3 separate regions of the Mus musculus genome follow, and regions 1 and 2 are each linked to region 3. Evidence: chromatin contacts called from public HiCAR-type and promoter capture Hi-C data. All regions are on one chromosome and are shown on one strand. Each heading gives the region's core, a stretch centred on a gene start, on an enhancer-like site or on the middle of the called end of the contact. The rest is flanking DNA. Distances are from core to core; before and after follow the strand shown.

Region 1 (4,526 bases), core at 1,722-4,221, 2.8 Mb before region 3:
CTCACTCAAATGCAGTAGACAAATGTTGCCCCCTCCACCAAGATACACAGGCCCCAGTCCCTGGAACCTGTGACTATCTTTCACTGTATCTCAAAAAATGACCGCATAGCTGTGATTGAAGATACAGACTAACGATTGTGTTCCATTGTTCCAAACTGATCTGGGAAGTGCACAGGATGTTCTCTACCTGAATTTGGTGAGTGTCAGAGAAACCAGCCAATGTTAGACTAGGCCACAAAGAAAGCACAAGATACAATCAACCTCCAGGAACAAAAACTGGCCCCTGACAAATAGGCAGGAAAGAGGATACCTCAGTTTTACAAGTGTAAGGAATAGAATTTGGACAGCAACTTGAATGGAGTTGAAAGCAGATTCTGTTCCAAAGGTTCCATCAAGAAATGTAATTACCAGGCAGTGGTGGCGCATGCCTTTAATCCCAGCACTCTGGAGGCAGAGGCAGGCAGATTTCTGAGTTCAAGGCCAGCCTGGTCTACAGAGTGAGTTCCAGGACAGCCAGGGCTATACAGAGAAACCCTGTCTCGAAAAACCAAAAAAATAAAAAAAATAAATAATAAATTTAAAAAATGTGTATATTGCCATCGTATTGATTTCAACCCTGAAACTAACACCTACCAAATCTTACATGAGCCTCTGACATAAAAAAAAAAAAGATCAAATATAAATCTGTGTTGTTTAAGATGCTAAGTGCATGGTAATTGTTATTACAGCAAAACAAAATAATATACAAGTGCAGTATCTTACAGAGGTAGAAAGCACCTCAGGACTCACAAGGCATTACAGTGTATCCAGTATACTTCAGTCTTCCCTCAGACCTCAGATACTTCTGCAGCTCTCCCCTACTGTCTGTGATAACAACTTGCTCTTCCAGATCCACTGTACTGGGCTTTCCCAAAGAATCCTTGCCCTGGAGCTCAGACCATTTCTCAAGACTTCACTTAGAGATAACTCAAGTACATCAATACTGCACTTGTGGGCTGGAGACTTGGCTCAGAGGTTAGAAGCACTCACACTGAGCTCTTACAGAAGAAGCAGGTTCGATTCCCAGAATTCACAGGGCAGTTCATAACCCCCTGTAGCTCCAATCCCAGGGAATCTTATACGCTCTTCTGACCTCTGACATCATCAGATATACATGGTTCACTTATATACAGGCAAGCAAAACACTCATATAAATAAATTAAATCTAAAACAATTAAGAAACAAAACACTTGTTTGCTGAACTGTCTGCAAAACCGTGCAAGGGTTATTGTGCGGCGGTACCAAGCCACTGACACAGTACCCACTCCCTCCACTGTACTGATGCTTCCCCGATTTAGTCCATTGCTTCACTCCACCCCACCCCACCCCACCCCCTCCATCCAGTTAGTCACCAATTGTCCACATATTCATTCCTCTTTCTCTGGAATCTGTCTTCCTCTTTCAAGTTCAGCACTTAATACTGGTCTTTATGATCTCTGCCAACCAAGTCTTCTACAATCAACTCATGAGACCATATGATCTAAATGAAAAAAAGACAGAACCCCCACCAACCCTTCCAAAGGAAAAAAACTCCCCAAATTGCCTATTTGGCCTCTCTTGGGTCCCTAATTCATCTCCAGGGACTCAGGGGCCTTCCCAACACTAATGCTGCACCACCTCAAGGCAGACCACGTGTAAAACACTGGAGGAAGGGCCGGGCAGTGATCCCAGCGCTTGGGAGGTAGAAGTAGGCAGATTTCTGAGTTCCAGGACAGCCAGGACTACACAGAGAAACCCTGTCTCGAAAAACTAAAAAACAAACAAACAAACAAACAAAAAACCACGGGTACAAGTTGTTTGCCCAAAACACCCAACACTAACCATGCCAGCATCTGCTCATCCTCATGATGTATCCTTGACTACTTTGCTTCAAAGACCCAGAACTCTCCACCTACAGCCGTCCATCCTGATGCTTTCACAATCATCTGCTGGGAATGGTGGCCTGTCACCCTCCTACTTTTCTCTCTAGAGCTCAATCTGTCACCTACTCGAGGCTGCTCCAGTCTACTCAACTGACACTTTAGCACCCACAAAAATGACTGAGCATTGGCACGACTGTACTGTTTCTTTACAGACAGACAGTACCAACCCTCAGGGGAAAAGCTGTGCCACAGGCAATTTTCTGAACACTTTAGGAAACTCAGTAAAATGGCTAAGTGCAACAAGCACTCTGCAGTGCTCCGTGGGCAGAGGGCATCCCTGCCCTTCACTCCCGAAGTTCCCACAGCTATTTCCTGCTACCCTTTGGCCAAGTTGACACACCTTGTGGAAGAAACCGGAGCACTCTTCTATTCCACTGCCTACAACCCAAACACATCAATCTTCCAATTTACCTTCCTTCCAGCCTCCTCCAACTCATTGATGTGGTTTTCGTTTTATTTATTTATTTTATAAAAGAAGCCACGCGGCACCCGTGTAAAATCTCTGGCTGCCTCATTCTCTTTCTATATTCGGTGCGAATCGAAGCAAAGGAAAATCTGCACACAAATGACGAGGCGGCTCAGGACGATGACTCACTAGCCAGGGCACTAGCTGGGTTTGCAGAGTTCCTCCCCAGAAAAACTAGCCAGCAGTCCCTGTCTGCCGAGAAAGGCCAGAGAGACTCCAGGAGGACCCTTGTACGTCCCCGGCACCCAGCGGACACCGCAGCTTCTGACCAGGGTCAAGAGCGGGTCTAGCCCGGCCTCACCCTCCCCGCCCGGAAGGTCCGACCACCGGTCCTTGCCCCAGGCCACACTCACATTTGGCTGACCAGCTTCTGCCGAAAGGCGGCGCTACGCCAGTCGGTCTCCTGCCCCGAAACGTCCATGCCCGGAGCCCCTACTCTTGTAGCCCGAGTCCCTACCGGCCACCCCCGGCGCCGCCGCCTCTACCACAGCGACAGGCCCGAACCCGGAAGCCGAGCGATCCCGCTACTGGGCCACGCCGGAAGTACAGGAAGAATTGTGGGAAATGAAGTCTTGCTTTTGTATACGCATGCGCGCCACAGAAAGAGAGAGGAAGAGAGGAAGGGGAGAGGGGGAGAGGGGAAGAGGGAGAAGGGGAGAGGGGGAGAGGGGGAGAGGGGGAGAGGGAGACACAGAGGGAGAGACAGAGATACAGAGGCGGAAACACAGACAGAGGCAGAAACAGAGAGAAAGACAGAAAAAAGAGACAGAAAGACAGACACAGAGACAGATACAGAGACAGAGAGAGACACACATGCGGACACATAGACACACACACACCACACACAGACACACATACAGAGTCTATGTATATTTTGTTGCCAGTGTTGGGATAATTGCTAATGTATAACATATTTTTGGTATTTTAAATAAATTTGGTATTTAAATATTGAGATTTTAATTTCTAACATATGTTAAGTGTACATAAGTATATGTACATTCTACAGTCATCAAAATAAAGCTAGTATTTCACCAACAAGCAATGTTAGGTTTAGGATCTCTGCTCATTGAATCATTAAGCTCCATATTTAAAAGGAAAGCAAAAGCATTATTTCTGTTAATGTTTTCTCTGTGGTTCATATTCCTTGCTTCTTAGTGGTGCATCCCTTAATACAGGACATTTTGGTCTAAGTGGATAATTGTTGCTGGGCTTATGTGTCTCGAGTTCACCTTTCAATGTTTATATGATTTAAGTTTAGAGTAGAGATTACAAGGTAACTAACCAATTTTGTAAGTCTTCATTTTTTCCAACAATATGTAAGGCCTCATTTTAGAACTTTGTTTGTCCCAGCACTTGGGAGGCAGAGGCAGGCAGATCTCTGTTGAATTCAAGGCAGCCTGGTTTACATACTGAGTTCCAGGACAACCAGGGCCTATGTAGAGACACATTGTCTCAAACAAACAAAAACAAACAACACCCAAAATGAACCCCAAAATAAATAAATAAATAGACAAATAAAGAAATAAATAAAATACATGTGTTTATTATTATAGAAGAAAGCACCCTTTAAAAAAAAAAACTTTTGGCCTTTGGAAAAGTCTTAAACACAAATGAATTAAAAACTGAGTGTCAGGGCTGGAGAGATGGCTCAGAGGTTAAGAGCACTGACTGTTCTTCCAGAGGTCCTGTGTTCAATTCCCAGCAACCACATGGTGGCTCACATCCAATGTACTGTTTTGGTGTGCCAGAATATCTGAAGACAGCTACAGTATATACATGAAATAAATAAATAAATAAATCTAAAAAAAAAAAAAAACCCCTGAGTGTGGGGGCTGGAGAGATGGCTCAGCCATTAAGAGCATTGATCTATTGCTCTCTTCTGGTGTGTCTGAAGACAGTTACAATATACTCATATACATAAAATAAGTAAGTCTTTAAAAAACTGAGTATGGGGGTTGGGGATTTAGCTCAGTGGTAAAGTGCTTGCCTAGCAAGCCCAAGGCCCTGGGTTCGGTCCTCAGCTCCGGAAAAAAGAAAAAAAAAAAAAAAAAAAAAAAAAAAAAAAAAAAAAACTGAGTATGACAAAACTTAAAAAGAAA
Region 2 (4,448 bases), core at 677-3,176, 2.3 Mb before region 3:
TGGGTGCTGGCTCCCACCCAAGTATCTGTGCCTGGTGCAGGGTTGAGGCACCATCTGGTGGCAAGTCTGGGAACTGCAGTCTACTCCTGCTCTGCCTGCCATCAGCATCGAAGCCAGGAGCCAGCTTTTGGCAGCTTAAAGTGATCTCTCTCATTTGTTCACAGTCCCACTTTAACCTGAGGGTCTTTATGTCATCAGGATACAGAAATAGGCCTTTGGAGTTTATAGCCTGGCACTGTTGCCTGCGCTGACAGGTAGGCCAGTATCTATCAAGAGTGGGGTCAGATAGAATACAACAGGAAAGATAAGAACCCAGGTTCTAGCCCCAGTAAGGTGAACTGGTACTGACCGCCAGGCAGCCCATTCATGCTGACTTTCTGGACACCACTGTCCATCTGGAAGTAACAAGAGACGAGATCTGACTCCTAAGAAAGGAGAGGGTCCTCAGCTTGGGCAGGGGTGCTTACGCTCAGCAGCCTAGTGGAGCACAGCATGGCGGTCAGCAGGCCACCTCCCAGTACAAGGCCTCAGAGCCCCCGACATCCTGAAATGATGGCTGTCTACTGGGACTGTGTCTTTCACAAGGGTTGTCTTTAGCACTCTTACTGTCTTTCTGACTGTTAAAGTTAAAAATACGAGTGGCCAAGAGCACTGACCGCTCTTCCAGAGGCCATGACTTCAAATCCCAGCAACCACACAGTGGCTCACAACCATCTCCAATGGGATCCAGTGCCCTCTTCTGGTGTGTCTAAAGACAGCTACAGTGTACTCACATAAAATAGATAAATCATTTTTTAAAAAAAATATGAGCAGTGGCTTCCAGAGAGTGACCACAGAAGAGAGGAGCAAACAGCCTGTCACCACATACATTCTAGGAGCAGAAAGTCCATGTCCAGTACTGAGCGCCCCATGGGTGTGCCTTTCCTCCAAGAGCTTCAACCTCTGGAGCTGGGAATTCCTAGAAGACCTCAAGGACCCAGCCCACCTAGTGCCCTCTTTGTGGGGATAAGACATGGAGACAGGATTTTACTGTGCATCCTAGGTTGGCCTCAAACTCATGGCAATCCTCCTGCTCTAGCCTTACAAAATCCTGATACACACAAGCATGAAGTAGCATGCCTAGCTCTGAGACCTTCTTTTGCCCACACCATGGTCTCAGGACCCTGCTTGCTCTGCACTCCCCACTCCCTGCAGACTGGAGAAGGCCGAGAAGGTCACACAGCTCTCAGAAACTCATGTCTACTTTGCCAGGAACAGAGAGGCCTAGCAGCCCCTACCTTCTGGCCCTGGGGTGACTTCATCACACAGACCACTTCATCCCTCATCTGCCCCTCTGCCACCTGGAAGGTCACAGGCTGTGACTCAGAGCCAAGTGTCATCTTGCCTCTCTAACAGAGCAAAGGAGAGTTCATGCCTAGGCCATACCCTAGGTCCTGGGTAGGAGATGAAAGGACTGGGCAGAGTCCTGGATGACAGGGTAATAATCCCAAGGCCACTCCAGGAATGCCTGTGAAACCCCAGACACATTCATCCAGGTTCTGTAGGATCCTCTAGTCCTACGCAGGGTGCTTTGGGGCTGCAAGTGGAGAACAGACTAGGTGGGTAAGGGCCAGAAGCCCAGGTTAAAAATACAGAAATGAGAATCTCTCATGGGTGTGGCTGGCTCTATGACTCTGAGTTCTACTCAGGCCCTGTAATGAGCATGGGTCATTGAGTGTCAAGGCCATAGTAAGGAGAGTAGAATCTGCCCATTTAGCCCCTGACTTCATCTCAGGCCAGCTGTAGGCAAGCGGCTCTGGATAACATAGCCTGTCCTCTCTCCTCTCCTCAGCATCCCCTAGGCACCAGCCGGGCTGGGGGGAAGGGTGGTGTGAGTGTGTCTGGATAGCTAGCCCCTTACCACCACTTCAGGCTCCTCAAGGCCATCTGGGTGTCATGGCAACATGGGCAGGAAGCGGCTGCCATGGCAACTGGTGTCCAGGGAAATGCGCTGCCTAGCAACAGGGGCTAGGGCCACTCTAGCTCCTCACAGCACACTCTAGTGTCCCACACTCTCTGTGTGTCTTCGAGTCTGCATCATCCTAGCACTCCCACCCAGTGCAGCCTCGGGGCTCCACACAGACCCTCACCCAACCCAACACACCAATCTGTAGGGTATTTAACATGCTAGCACAGCTCATGCTCATGCGGAACCAGCTACACGGCAGACCTGGGGCTCTTCTCTCCTACTAGACTCCCTCACCTCTCAGGACTCTCTGGAGATCAAGAGCATACAAGGACCGTGGAAAAGGGGGAGGCGTCTTCGGGGCTGTCTGAAAGAAACCAGCCTTCCAGATAGGGCACAGCCCAACAAAGGTAAGGTGATCAGAGAACATTGGGTTTCGGGTTAAGGTAGGCACCTAAGGTCTCAGAACATATGAGCACCTGAAGTGCCCTCAGTCCTTCCACGGCTGCTCAGTAACTGTAGCCCACGCTGAGCACTTGGAGCTGTGACCTGAGGATCCTAGCCTGCAGCCTTTGTGTGGTACTAACAGGACAGCATCCTGAGTATCTACTGGGCCCTTACCAAGTCTGGAGACTCAGAATATAGAACAAAGACACCACGACCACCACTGTCAGCTACTCAGGGCCTTTGCTGAAGCCACCCCATTCCAAAGCCATCCAAGGGCCTTCCTGGGCTCCCACCTCTGAGATCATCATATCCTGGTAACCATGAAACCCCAGAAAGAAACCAACAGGCAGAGGGCTTAGAAGCCCCTCCAGGGACCAGAGTGGGCAGCTTCTGAGTGCCGTAGGGCATGCTGGGGCAATTCCAGGCCTCTCCTCTAGTGTGACTGCCAGCCTCAGTCTGTACTGAGTGTAGAGATGCATCCCATACTGGAAAAATGCAGGACTCCAGCTTGTGTGCCAGCTGGGCCCCACCGGAGCTCTCATTGTAGCGCACACCAGCTCCTCCGCCACAGGTTTCAGTGGCCCCTGATGGGTATTCATTCCAGGTCTGCAAGACAACAGGAGACCGGCCGTTAGTCTGTAAGGGACTTCAGCAAACTGAAAGCGGGACTCAGCTAACTCGGGATACAAGTGGCTGGGAAGCAGGAACTGGCTGCAGACAAGCTTGGACTCCAGTACTGATTATGGCAGCTGTCAACAGAATTCCTTGGCAAACTCCCTAGGTCTCATCATTCCAGATACCAGAGCTGGAGCAGTGATATGCATGGCAAGAGGCCCTCCTGCTTCAACCTGGACCTCCCTATGGTTTAACAGAAAAAAAAAATACCTTTTAGCTTTCTGAACTCCTTCATAAACAGAGATAGAAAAAAAAAAACCCCAAACAGGTTTTTATTTGAAGAGTATCTGCTGGGAAGTGATCAAGAATAAAGGAAAACAGAACCAAAGAACCATAAGGGGAAAAGAAAAAGTCGTCATCAAAAGGTCTTGTCCTTCTCCAAAACCGCTGCATCCTAAAAAAAAAAAAAGAACAGGGTACCTTGAAAAGGAAGAGGCACTGAGGGGCTCACAGTGACCTCCAGCGATGAAAAAGTATGACCAGTGAGATTCAAACTTGTCAAAAAAAAATCCTCATGTGTTACATAATCCTTTGGTCAATTATAGGCAATATGTGCTCCCATAAGAATCATAAGAATGCATAATAGGACGGAGGGGCAGGAGAAGGGGAGCTGTGATGGGGTGTAAAGTAAGTGACTTAATTTTAAAACATCAGTATTCCTCAGACAGACAGACAATATTTAATACCAAGGATGGAAGAATAATTCAGCGGTAGATGCCTGCTTATCATGTGCAAAGCCCTGGGTGTCATGCTCATCACTGCTAAGAAAATGTCACATCAACTACTTATGCTGTTGGCATCATGATATAACATATCCCTCACCGTTGTGCTGGGAGGGCAAGAGTACACCACTGCATGGTCAGTGGAAGACAGTGCGGAGCACGCATACAGAGCCCAGTACTGCAACATGGCAATAAATGCCTGTGCTGACTGCTACCGCACTTATGATAGGACACTTTCATTTAGTTTAGTGTGTTCTTTGTGTTTGTGTTTTTAAAGGGCTTTACTGTAGAATGAATGCAGCTGGGGTAAGCTGTAGCCGCTCTCTGGCCTCTTGTGCTTTGTGCCTCTCCCCAGCACACTACCTTGCTCTTCCTCAGTCTCACACTGTCCCACTCAGCAGCCAAGGAGCAGCGGGTTCTTCCCACCCAAGCTCCACATGACCCAACTGTGTAGGATACAGTGCCATCTAGGCTTACACACGTGTGCTTTAGAATGCCAAATTCTTCAGAATGCACCCCATCATTAAATGGCACAAGGCTGTGTATAAAGTGAGAGAGGACGGCTAAGACAGCTCAGCCGAACGCTTGCCAGTGAAGCCTGAGGACCTGAGACTGATCCTGGAAGTTCTGTAGAAAGCCAGGGGTAATGGCTCACAGTC
Region 3 (4,433 bases), core at 445-2,944:
TTGGAGTCAAGTTGGTTTGGGCTTGAATTCCAGCTCTCATTTTTGGTTGTGTAAAAGAGTTATTTAACCTCTCTGGAGCCTCAGTCCTCCCATATGTAAAATGATGATAATAATACCTACCTCACAGGGTTGTTGTGAGGAATTAGATATTGTACGAAAAGTGCCTAGCACAGTGCCTGGCACACAATAGAGTAGGTGCTCAATAAATGGTAGCTATTATTATTATTATTATTATTATTATTATTATTATTATTATTAATTTACTCTAAACCAGCAAACTTTTAGGGTATATTGGGAAGAGAAAACCTTTGCAAAGATAGATATGAAGCCTTGAATGATAGTTCAGGAGTTAGAAGTTTTTGGGTTTTCGCTACTTAGAAGGAGATTGCTAGGAATAGTAGGGTTAGCAACCAGATTTAAGCACCCACCCACTTCCTTTCTGCCATAGAAGTCTCTGGCCTGTTTAGGCAGCAGGATGTCTCTGTCTCCTGAGAGAAAAACCAAATTTTCCTGATTTGGCAATAATCAGACAGCTGTTTGTGTCCAGGTTGGCTCTTCCTCATTCTCTCAGTTTGGATATCATAGGAAATCTTTTCTCTCCTTTTTTGTTTTTATGAGACAGGGTTTCTCTTTGTAGCCCTGGCTGTCCTGGAACTTGATCTGTAGACCAGGCTGACCTTGAACTCAGAGTGCTGCCTGCCTCTACCCCCCCCCCCCCCCCCGCCCCAGTGCTGAGATTAAAAGCATGTGCCACCACTGCACAGTTGAGAAATGGGATTTTTTTTTTTTTCGAGACAGGGTTTTTCTGTAGCCCTGGCTGTCCTGGAACTCACTTTGTAGACCAGGCTGGCCTCGAAGTCAGAAATTCTCCTGCCTCTGCCTCCCAAGTGCTGGGATTAAAGGAGAAATGGGATTTTAAAATCCCATGCCCAACTAAACTGGAGTAGAGGGCAAAAGGGGTCTCTTATGTAGCCTGGGCTGTCTTGAAACTCTCTATTTAGACCAGGATGGCCTCAAACTCACAGAGATGCTCTTGCCTCTGCCTCCAGAACTCTGGAATTAACGGCATACGTCACCATCACACCACAGTCACAGATTTAGCTGAGGAAAACATTAACGTTTAGCTGTCTTCCTTCCCAGCTTTTCTGTTTGGATAATTATCCCTGAGAAAGGGATCAGTCCAATCCTAGAATATATATAAAATACATACAAATAAATTTTATATATATATATAAAAACACACACACACACGTTTGGGAGAATCAAACGTGGTGTTTAAAAAAAAAAAAAAACAGTAAATTCAGCAGTAACAAGCTTATGCCAAGTTGTGTTTGTAAAGTAGCCAGTCTTCGAAATCTGGAGACAATAAAAGACTATAGTAATTCAAAATTTACAATTGGTTTCGACAAATAGCTTTGGTCTCTTAAAGCTACCCCACTTAACTAGGAACAGGAAGGGTCGCAGAGACTACACTTCCCGTGATTCTCAGTGAAGCAAACAATGGTTGGAGTGTATCACGACACGTGTTGCTTGCAAGGCGCACTAAAGCTGACGTCTTCTCTGTCTTGAAGGCTGTCGGTAGTTGTAGTTTTGTTGAGCCTAGGGCGCTCAGATGTGTCAGCTTGAAAGCTGCGGGGACTGACGGGACTTGTAGTCGCCGCTGGAGGCGAGCGCGCAGGCGCAGCTGCGATCGGGGCGGGGTGGGGCGGGAGCACTGCAGTGAAAGCCGAGGCAGCAGACAGGCGAGCTGGGGGCGGGCGGACATCTTGGGATCCGAGAGTGGCCAGGCCGGCCTTGTGGGGGCTGCTGACTCCAGGTGAGCTGGGAGGCTTGACTTAGAGGTCCTTATCAGGCGACGAGGGTGCTGTGGTAGCCTGCCTTGCCCTGCACGGTGCTGGGTGGAAAACTGCCCGCACCGGGGAGTGGCCTCAGCCTTCAGACCCGGGAGGGAGTAGACAACCGGGCGGGGGTGCCTTGGGCGCGATTGCAGCAAGGGCGGGGAGCAACGCCTTCCAGTGACCCGCCAGGCGTCTCCGGGAAGAGACTAGGGCTGGAATCCTAGAGCGGGAGACGCCGCGCGGCGCCCCATCCCTAGAATCCTGACAACCGCTCAACCCCGGGGTTTCCTATTTCCCCATCCCCCAGGACATTGACATCCCCTGGTGCCACTCCCTTGGACAGTGACAGGTCTCTCTCGAACACTGAGAGATTCCATCCTCCTGGTTTACCCCCACGGCTCTTGTACCTCAGACCTGTGACAGCCCCCGCATCCCGTGGTGACATCTCCCGGGCCTAGATGTCTTCTCCTCCCTCAGCTGAGAAAAACTCCACCAGCCCCCTATGCTTCACTAACAGAAGAGTAGGCCCTGTCTCTCAGCTTTCTCTTTTTCTTGTCTATCTCTTTTCGCTGTTTTTCGCTCCTCCCAAGCTCCTATGACCTTTGCCATAGGAGACCTTTAGGGACTCCCACAGCTGTATTTGGTGCTTTGGGGTCATCCTGGTCTTTTGCTAGCAATTCCAGCTAACCCTTTCCTTAACTAAATATTGCATTTTCGTCCAGGACACACACACACCGCCCCCCCCCCCGAGGTCACACACACCATCCCCCACCCGAGGTTGATACCTGTGGACTTGGTCCTTTGCTCAGCGCTCAACCTCCATTTTGCATTTTCTTTCTCACCTTCTTTGGACTTGTCACTGGGCTTCAAGGGTTAACTTTTCAGTTTCAAAAAGTCTGTTAAACTAACCTCAGTGAAATTAATATCTGGACTAATCCAGAAATCTAGAACCAGATTAACCCCGTTACTCAAATATTCTACCTTAATTTTGACCAAAATAATTTGGGCAGTCGAGGCATTCTGTTATCCCTGCCCATTGCTTGGTAAACACCAGGCCAGAAGTGACTGACTTGGCAGATTTGGAGACACAATTTAGATGGCAGGATTAATGCTACTACATACAGACCTAATTTTTGTCACACTTAGAAATTTTGAAAAGACAGTAACCAGAAATAACTGTAAAAGGGGCTCAGCATTGAAGAGTTCTTACTGCTTTTCCAGAAAACCTGAGTTCAGGTCCCGGCACATGTCATTTGGCTCAGTACCACCCTAACTCAGGCTTGAGGGGTGGAGGGCAGTGTTCAGTCTAACACCTAGCTTCCACACATACAGCACACTGGCATGTACCTGTGTGTCGGTAAAAATGAAATCTTTTAAAGAACTTATTAAGCGGGCCTCTGTTCCTTTGTCTGCTTATCTCTCTGCCTGGGAAAGATGTGCCTGCTTCAGCCACCTTCCTGGCTCTGTGTTAGAGCCTAAGGGCCTCTTCCCTCCCAGCCCCACCTCACCCTGCACACCCTTTCCTGGAATGTGTAGACTTCTAGAGGGTCATGCTCCGTTGCCTTCTTGGAAGGGTAATGCTTGCTCTAAAGGTTATGCCTGGTGGCAGGCCCAGGCTCAAGCCAACTAGAGTAATCCCTCCCGCCACGCCATTCCTGCATCTGCAGGCAGGCCTTCTCTGTGACTCACTGGAAGCAGCAGGAGTGAGAGTGCACAGTAGGGGGCTGAGCTCGGCCTTGTGGTTACTTTCCTCAGCCCTCAGAAAAGGCTGGATAAAAATGGCCTAAATCCCCGGGCCTCACACTCTTAAAGTGCTGTCCCCTATCCAGTGTGGAAAAACAGGAACTGGAGCCTCGGGAGGGCTGCGGAGGACTTGGGAGTCACTTGCTAGAGGACTGAGTCAGGAAACAAGGCGGGCCTGTACAGCCCCATTGGCGTGGACGGGTTCTAAAGATTTCCCCTTTCCCTAATCCCCCCTCCCCTTTCCTACCTAGGTCTGTTCTCAGAGCAATGGGTCACAGAGACTGAGCTGCCACCATGATCGGAGGCTTATTCATCTATAATCACAAGGGGGAGGTGCTTATCTCCCGGGTCTACAGAGATGACATCGGGTAAGTCCCTTGACTGAGCATGCTGTGTTTCAACCTCCCTGTTGCCTCAGCCTGAGCATGCAATATAGCCTGGTTCCCATTGGGCACTGGCCTAGCTGCTAGGCTCCAGGCCTCGGAATGACACCTCCACCCCCTAGGGTTAGGAATCCCTGCCCTTCCTGCTCCCTGTGTCTTTGGGGTAGGTCTGGTGGCTGAAGACCAGGTGCTTTTGCCTGGTCTTCCTTTTAGAAGGGAGCACTCTCTCCAGTGGGTGTAGTTAGTGTGTGTGTGTGGAGATACTAATCCATCTAAATCTTGCTTTCAAATCCTTCTCATATTGAGAGCCTTCCCTAGATCCCCTTAAAACCTCTCTGTAGTCTGCTGACTCAGCTGTTTTCAGTTCTCCTGGGCCCTCCCTGGTTGTGAACCGGCTTACTGTGCTCTGCGGGTCATGCTGCCTTTGTAGCTCATCTGGGTGGAGCTGGACAGCTCCTAAGACCTCCTA

What was found. Promoter capture Hi-C pulls out the DNA fragments that hold promoters and counts their contacts. HiCAR-type assays count read pairs that join an accessible place to other places.
Region 1: a HiCAR-type map of astrocytes shows a contact between it and region 3, with 3 times the contacts expected there. The contact joins the promoter of Med15 here to the promoter of Ap2m1 in region 3. A contact is called at or near these places in 1 of 39 promoter capture datasets (pre-B cells) and 1 of 115 datasets of contacts at active chromatin or transcription factors (astrocytes).
Region 2: a contact with region 3 is called in a promoter capture Hi-C map of pre-B cells. The contact joins the promoter of 4933432I09Rik here to the promoter of Ap2m1 in region 3. A contact is called at or near these places in 1 of 39 promoter capture datasets (pre-B cells) and 1 of 9 other capture datasets (adipose tissue).

What each region holds. Positions count from the first base shown.
Region 1 is chr16:17,719,976-17,724,501 of GRCm38.p6, forward strand. Med15 (mediator complex subunit 15) reads right to left here and starts at 2,972. Exons shown (of 18, transcript NM_033609.3): 1 at 2,781-2,972. The coding sequence starts at 2,848.
Region 2 is chr16:18,211,937-18,216,384 of GRCm38.p6, forward strand. 4933432I09Rik (RIKEN cDNA 4933432I09 gene) reads right to left here and starts at 1,927. Exons shown (of 3, transcript NR_015575.1): 1 at 1,901-1,927. It also overlaps a transcript of Ccdc188 not described here.
Region 3 is chr16:20,533,786-20,538,218 of GRCm38.p6, forward strand. Ap2m1 (adaptor-related protein complex 2, mu 1 subunit) reads left to right here and starts at 1,695. Exons shown (of 12, transcript NM_009679.3): 1 at 1,695-1,816; 2 at 3,833-3,949. The coding sequence starts at 3,876. It overlaps Dvl3 (dishevelled segment polarity protein 3), which reads left to right. Exons shown (of 15, transcript NM_007889.3): 15 at 1-228.